2 separate regions of the Gossypium hirsutum genome follow, and region 2 is linked to region 1. A link is a contact called in public Hi-C data. All regions are on one chromosome and are shown on one strand. The core of a region is the stretch at or near the end of the contact, and the rest is flanking DNA. Distances in the headings are between cores, read along the strand shown. Region 1 holds the start of LOC107959478. Region 2 holds the start of LOC107935783 (ABC transporter I family member 10).

Region 1 (3,664 bases), core at 787-3,286:
TTGTCCGCATACGGTAGACAAATCTCGGTGGTTCTCTTAAGTTGGTACCACATTCATGAGAAATGAATAATAAAAACATTTTAAATCCCAATTAGGCCTACAATGACAAGACAATTAAAACGAAAATCACTAAGCAAACAAGGACTACCTGACGGATTGATGAATGCTTGCTGGGTAGATTTCGAGAGAATCTACCAAAAGTGCAGTCTAGAAAAACATAATCAAAACAACATTGTGGCTCTTTTCCTTTCCTGCCAATATACTTCTCAGGTAAATTTTGGAGGCACTCTGGCGTGAGTCTACAGTCCCCGGTATGCAAGATGTTACCAAAACTGCCTTCAAACAAGAACATAACTGCTCCTGAAATTCATACTATATGTCAATACAAATTTTTCTCAAACCACAATAGGTTATGCATATAGAGAAAATTACCAAACCATCCCCACACCACACACTTCTTCATAAAAGCAGAAAGCATCATCTACGAAAGTAAAATTCTAAAAGTCAAAGACAACCAAAGCAAGTGTCATGTTTTCAACTATGTTACCTGACTCTCCACTTTCCCTCAAGTACCTATGTCTGACACATAATTTGGAAATCGTTATAGGTACAATCCTCTAAATATATGCAAAAACTTATAAAAAACTAAGAATACCTATGTTGAACATATATCAGCATCGAACACTCACCCATGAGTCCAGGTAACATAAAATCTATCAAGTCAGAAGCTCAGATGCTAGAATCCATTCTTATATAAAAATTTATCAGTAAATGGTGAAGAGATTCTTCTTCTAATTCAAGGAGAATTGTCTGCTATACTAGAAATCCAAAACTCTTTATCACAAAAGACCAACTAGAGTACATCATAACAAGTAGTGATCTCTAGATATTATCCAGATCAGTACTACATGGGAACAATAACGGAATTAATGCAAACAACAAGATCCTCTTCAAAAGCATACATTAATTTAGGATGCAAACCATTACAAATTCCCTTTTATTATTATTTTTGTTACTTGCCTTTTGTTATTAGCTTTTAACTTGCAAAATAATTTGTTATAAGACAAAAGCAACAGGATAATTGATTTAAAAGGAAAATGGCCCCAAGATAAAACTGATTGCAACATCGTTTCTTTTTTTTTTTTCAAATAAATGTCAAGACGATTAAAATTTTAATACTCAAAACTATAGAATTCACTCTAGCATCCAAACACACTAGTTGCCTTGCTGCTTTTGAAAATTAAGATAAATAAATAACAATCAGACAGAGTCCTTCAGTACTTTGTTTGCATAAGCAAGGACAAAATCGTATAACTGTTAACATAAATGAACTCTATAAAAGAAAATTCTCAACTTAAAGCCATATCACAACATTCAAATTTCAAACAACCCAATGCTGAGAAGTAATCAACAAACAATTCCCAAATAATAAATCAATAAAAAAAACGACAAAATAGACCAAGAAATCAATCAAATGAATAAATTACCAGGACAATGATTAGAATCAAAAGCTGTAACCTGAAATTCCTCATCCGGGTCGTTGATAACAATGGATTCCCCTACTTCAATTCCCACGAACAAAGAATCATCAAGCTGCCAAACCACGAAAAAAAAAAAGAAAACAATCAGATAACAGAAAAAAAATTATTACAAATTCTAAAACCATGATAAAGAAAAAGGCAAAACCTGAGGATAGTGTAGGAGAACAAGGGATTTGGTGAGATGAGTTGAATAAATTGGATAAGAAAAGTGAGAGGAAATGCCAGAAGTATGATCTTTATGAGCATGGGTCAAGAAATGGTGCCTTTTTCTCTTCGAAGATGGACTGAACGTGTCCACTGAGAAAGGCAGCCCTTTGGGCATTTCGATTGGCATCTCTGCTTGATGATTATTTGATTTTGGCTGAGAAGTTCACGTGAATTTGAGGGATTTTCTTCCCTCAAAGCTTCCACAGGAAGGAAGAAAAAAGGGGGGAAAATGAAGTATTTTATTACGGAATTGAGTGGGAAACTGGAATTTGAGAATCGAAGAAGAGTAGTGACCAGCTGCATCTGTCTTTTTTTATACTTACTTAAAACCGACTCTCTCTTACAGGTCAACAGACCTGTCAATGGGTTCTGCTTATCTCGGGCTGGCCTGGCCCAAATTTAAAGTATATCTTTTTAAAAATATTTTTATTTAAATTTAATTATTAAAATATAAAATATTAATATAAAATAATATATTTTTATTATTTTTGGTGGAACAAGTTTGAGCCTGTTATTGATTTTTATTTTTAAAAAAATCGAGCCTTGATTTGATGTAATCTAATTTATGGACATTAATCTAAAGTTCAAAACTCATAATTATCATACTAATCACGTCTAGAATCATAATTAAGCTCTCGAAATCGAAATAAAGTATATCAAAATTATTGATAACTTTGAAAGAAGTTACAATAATTGGATATTTCTTAATTACAATGAAAATTCATTTGATTCTTCTCTCTTATTTGGCTGTGATCCAACAATCATACAGACTTGATTTTAAAAAGATGTGGTTTGGTTCAAGGGTCATCGAGACTTGATCTTGAAGTTGAGTTTGGCGAGATGTTTGTTCAAGAATTTGATTTGATTGGATTCAAATTGCGTTGAGACTTGATCTTGAATCACTAATGTTCGTTTCAATGGTCGTTGAAACTTGATCTTGGATAGTTGAGTCTGCTTAAAGGATCGTCAAGACTTTATCATTAAAACAAGTTTTGCCTCCTTTTTGTTGGTGCAACCAGATCGGATTGGGGAGAGCTTGTGTTCAAAACTACTATGGCGTTCATCAAATTTTCTTCGAGTTCTTTGATTTCTTCAAGAACTTTTTAGACTTTTTAGAGGATTTAGAGTCTGCAAAATCTTTCCTTCAGAAAACATCTGAAGTTGTCGAATGGCTTAGAAGTGACATCTTTTTATAATGCCAATGAGACAAATAAAGATATTTTTTTTTTGATTTAACTTCTTCATTCGAGTGTTTTATAAGAATTAACTCTTTTATTTATTATTTATCTCAAATTAATTTAATTAATTAGAGTTAAAATAATCGTTAAAGAATATAAGTTGTTTATAAAAAAATTCTAAAAATACAATAATATATAGTTGACATGTACTGTTAAATGGCAATGTATCAATTTTTTATTAAATAGATAGTTGACATGACATTTTTTATAAAAATATTCTGTATTATATGTTATGTCTTCAAATAATTTAAAATTAAAAAAATAATAAATTTATAATTATTTTCAAAATTTTAAAAAGTAATATTTTTTAAAAAATAACAAAAATATCATTAAAATTTCAAAAGTATAAAGAAATCGAGAATAACAAAAATTAATTAAAAATATAAAATTATTAAAATTTCTAATATAATTAAAGGGATTATAAAAAAATATCCATATTTATTGACGTGGCATATAAAATCATAAAAAATTCATATTAGCAGTCCATTTTAATAAAAATTTGATTTGTCACCATTTGGTTGTATACATCATCGACTTAACGGAAAATTTGCAACAACGTCCTAATTAATTTAAAGAATTTTTTAACGTACAAGAATTGATCTAAAACGTTAACTTGTAGTAGAGGGACTAAAATGAAATTCTGTTACTAACATAGGGAACTCTACTCTTATTCTAGTT
Region 2 (3,887 bases), core at 128-2,627, 250 kb before region 1:
CTAGTTGGAATACATAACTATATAGTTCTAGAAACCATAACATCTCCATCATAAGCACCCCCAAACAAAAACCATTAGCTGGGAAACATAACTCATTGGTCTGATGGTAACAAAAGGAAGCCAAGAACAGAATCCAAAACATATATAGTTTTACAAAAGAGCATTTCCCAAGGAAAAGAACCAACCTGATGGTCTGGATTTTGGAATACATAACTCTTTGGCCTCCTAACGTATAAAGCCCCATTTGTAGGGGTCAAAAGACCTGCCAAGATCTGCATGACTCACAATATAGCCAACTCTTTTAATCCAGACCATATTTTCAAAATTAAAAGAGAACCAACAGTTTATCAAACTCATAATGGCAGCCTAATTTTTCTTATATGATCAATGCTACTTGCCCATTATAAAAGCCATTTTTTCCTCAGATATTTGCACTCCCTAAACATGGCACATATGGTAATCAGAAAAAACCCAATGCTGAAAGTTGGCAATTTCATAAGGAAATTGAGGTTGAACCATTATCCGCGCCAGTTGAGGCAAGTAGCATTCTCTTTTAGATTATCGGTGCTTATACTGATATCGGGTAAAAAATAAATTTTGAGGACGTACCTTTAAAAGGGTAGATTTACCACAACCATTAGGTCCAAGAAGCATCCATAACTGTCCGGAAGGAATCCGAATTGAACAATCCTTCAGAATTGGCACTATTTTGCCTTGCCTCGTATTAACCGAGAAGTTAATATTACGACCCTCGATGGCAACACTTTCAGTTGCATTATGCCTGCAACCAAACAACACAAACTGAAACACCCACGAGAAGAAAAAGGCCAAAAAAGGGGAAAAAGCATGAACTGTTCGAGAAAATGCGTAGCTGAAAAGAAATTGATGGATATGGGAGTCAATGGGGGGGTTGAACCTCGTAGAAGAAGTTGAGCGAAGTGGAGATAGATGGAGCAGAGAGGTACGAGCAAGAGTAGACAGATTCATGCTACTCTTTGCTATGGTTATGTTGAACGGGTTTTTATGAATTATCTGTTCTCTATGCCGTGGGGGGAATGTTACAGTTGGCGGCAGCTGCACCAAGCATTCACTCTCAGCACTTTGAGACCTTGAAATTTTCGATAGCCATACCATACGGAAAAGGGTCGTATGGAACAGGCGGGTCATGTCATGTGGTATCTCATCTTAATTATTTAATGAAATTTCATTAAAATTTTAAATTAAAAAAATATGATGTGCTAATGACAAATAAAAAAAATTGATAAAATATAATTAAATAATTGGAGTAAAGTATAGAACAACGTGTATCCTATTTCATATAATTTCTTTCCCGGTATAATCACTATTATGACATAACTAGAGTATGAAGCAAAATGACATTTGCAGACAAGGAAGATTTATGCTTATATGAAGCCTCGCTTTTGGAAATTCGAGAATGCTTAAAAGAGGATATTGTTAGGGGTGATCTTTTCCCTCGATTCTATTATGTAATTTTTTGTTTTATCTTTACATTATTTATTAAAAATACAATTTTATTATATTTAAATTAAAAGCATAACTTTTATATTACTAAAAAATAATTTTACTTATTCAGCAAAAATTTTAAAGTTAAATTTTAGAAAAAAATATTATTATATTTTATAATTAATTATTATAACTTTTTTAGAAGGAAAACTTATTATTATGATTGATTCATATTGATATAAATTATTGGAAATATAAATTACAGCAACAAGGTTTGAAATTGAGAAGTTTGATGGTGTCACAAATTTCAATCTGTGGCAAGTTCGGATGATGACAATTTTAGTTCAAATCAGCTTGAAAAAGGTTATTACCGGGAAAAAACTTAAGTATCTAAATCAAACAAAATGGGAAGAGCTTGATGAAAAGTCTTTGTCTGCAATACAATTGTGTCTCGCGAATATGGTATTATAGGAGGCATTGATGGAGAATATTTCATCTGCCTTGTGGAAAAGGTTAGAAACTCTTTATGCGATTAAGTTTCTAGCTAACCGTTTATTGTTGAAACAATATCTATTTGCGTTTCACATAAATGAATGTGAGCTTCTTAGAGATCACATTAGTTAATTCATTACTCTTTTAAAGGATTTAAAGAACGCTGAGGTTCATATTGATGACGGAGATCAAGTTATGCAATTTTTGTACTCTTTACCCCCTTAATATAAGTCTTTCAGGGAGACCCTGATTTATGACAAAGACAAACTCTTGTTCAAAGATGTAAAGGGTCATTTATTGAGTAAAGACAAATTCAACAATGAGTTTGGTTCGGATAGCAAGGCAGATAGGCAAATGGTATCACCAAAGAAGTGAGACAAAAAGTGTGTCGCTATTTTAAGGAATTAGGTCACGTCAAATCAGATTGTTATAAATTGCGAAATGAAAGGGCTGCTAAGAGTAATGAGGAAGATGTAGCTGATGCTAATTTGGCTGATGAAAGCAGTAATGATTTCTTATTGGTGTCAACGAGCGATAACTCCAAGCTTACGTCTGAGTGGATCCTAGATTCGGGATGTTCCTTCCATATGTGTCCCAATAGAGAATGATTCTCCATATACAATTTGGTTGAAGGTGGAGCTGTGCGCATGGGAAACGATTCATCTAATAAGGTAATTGATATTGGTACTGTTAAAATTAAGATACACAATGGGATGATTAGGACTCTCTCAAATATCAAGTATGTACCTGATTTACAAAAGAATCTCATCTCCTTGAGTATTTTAAACTCGAAAGGATACAAAATCAATATTGAGTCGAACGGCATTAAGGTATCTCGTGGAGCTCTCATTTTGTTAAAAAGTAAAAGGATTAATAGTATTTATATTTTAGAATGTTATACCGTGACCGATGAAATCGGACGTCCATCATCTGTTATGGAATCGAAGTTAATTCGTTTGGAGCGAAGACAACTTGGTCATAAGAGGGAAAAATGTATGACCATTTTGTTAAAAAGAGATTCTCTTTTGGATGTAGGTTTTGAAAAGTTAAGTCACTGTGTTCATGAAAATTAGACCTGGGTTAGTCTTGATTTGACAGTGTACAAGTCAATGGCTAGAAGTCTTCTAGTTTCTAAATACATATTCGACTCAATTAATTCCCTGCATAATTCAGGATAGGCCCATGACGGGCTTTGGAAAAGATGACGTTGTGGAATTTGAGGGATTTTTATCATTATAGTAAAATTATCTTTACCCATGGTTTTTTATCTTATTTGAGGGATTTTTTCACGTTAAATTTGTGTGTTCAATTTTTCAATTTCTTTCACTATTTTTACTTTGTTCGTTATTTAATCGGGTCGATCCCCAACAAATAACAATAACATAATCTGAGCGAGCTTTGCTAAAGCTCATCTAGTAACAAGTAAGGCATCAAAGCTTATGGGAAGAAAAACTGTCTATGGTTTTGAACCATTATTGCTTAGTCCATAAGTGTTTGATTTCTCATCGTAAGATTTTTTTTTGCACTAAATGATGTAGAAATTAATTGAAAACTTTACATTTAGTATTTGAAATAGAATTTCAAACAAATAAGCTTTACATATGTTAAGTAATATTATCTCGTATGTTATTAATAGGAGTATTCGAGTATTTAGACATATTATTACAACTCATGATACGACACTACTGTTTTATCTTGACTCCACTATTCTTAGTACTGACATTTTCTATCCCTAGTACTGGCATCCGAAGCGGTCTCTGGGCCTGCTGGACACGTGTCTAGGTTACCTGTGGAACATGCAGTCCATTTTGTTCTTGGGACTTACATTTTGAACGGGCTCTGGGCATGCTAAACATGTGTCTAGGTTACTTGCGAAGTACGCGGTCCTTTCTACGAGTTCATTGGGTATACATGAATTGAGATCGTGGCCT

What was found. A called contact is a pair of places that touch in the nucleus more often than the background predicts.
Region 2: a contact with region 1 is called in a Hi-C map of leaf, with 5 times the contacts expected there. The contact joins the promoter of LOC107935783 here to the promoter of LOC107959478 in region 1. A contact is called at or near these places in 10 of 34 Hi-C or Micro-C datasets (fibers, hypocotyl and leaf).

The regions. Positions count from the first base shown.
Region 1 is chrD04:4,856,239-4,859,902 of Gossypium_hirsutum_v2.1, reverse strand. LOC107959478 reads right to left here and starts at 2,036. Exons shown (of 4, transcript XM_041091747.1): 1 at 1,687-2,036; 2 at 1,488-1,593; 3 at 149-360. The coding sequence starts at 1,875.
Region 2 is chrD04:5,102,413-5,106,299 of Gossypium_hirsutum_v2.1, reverse strand. It overlaps LOC107935783 (ABC transporter I family member 10), which reads right to left and starts at 1,377. Exons shown (of 6, transcript XM_016868404.2): 1 at 917-1,377; 2 at 610-781; 3 at 186-272. The coding sequence starts at 1,167.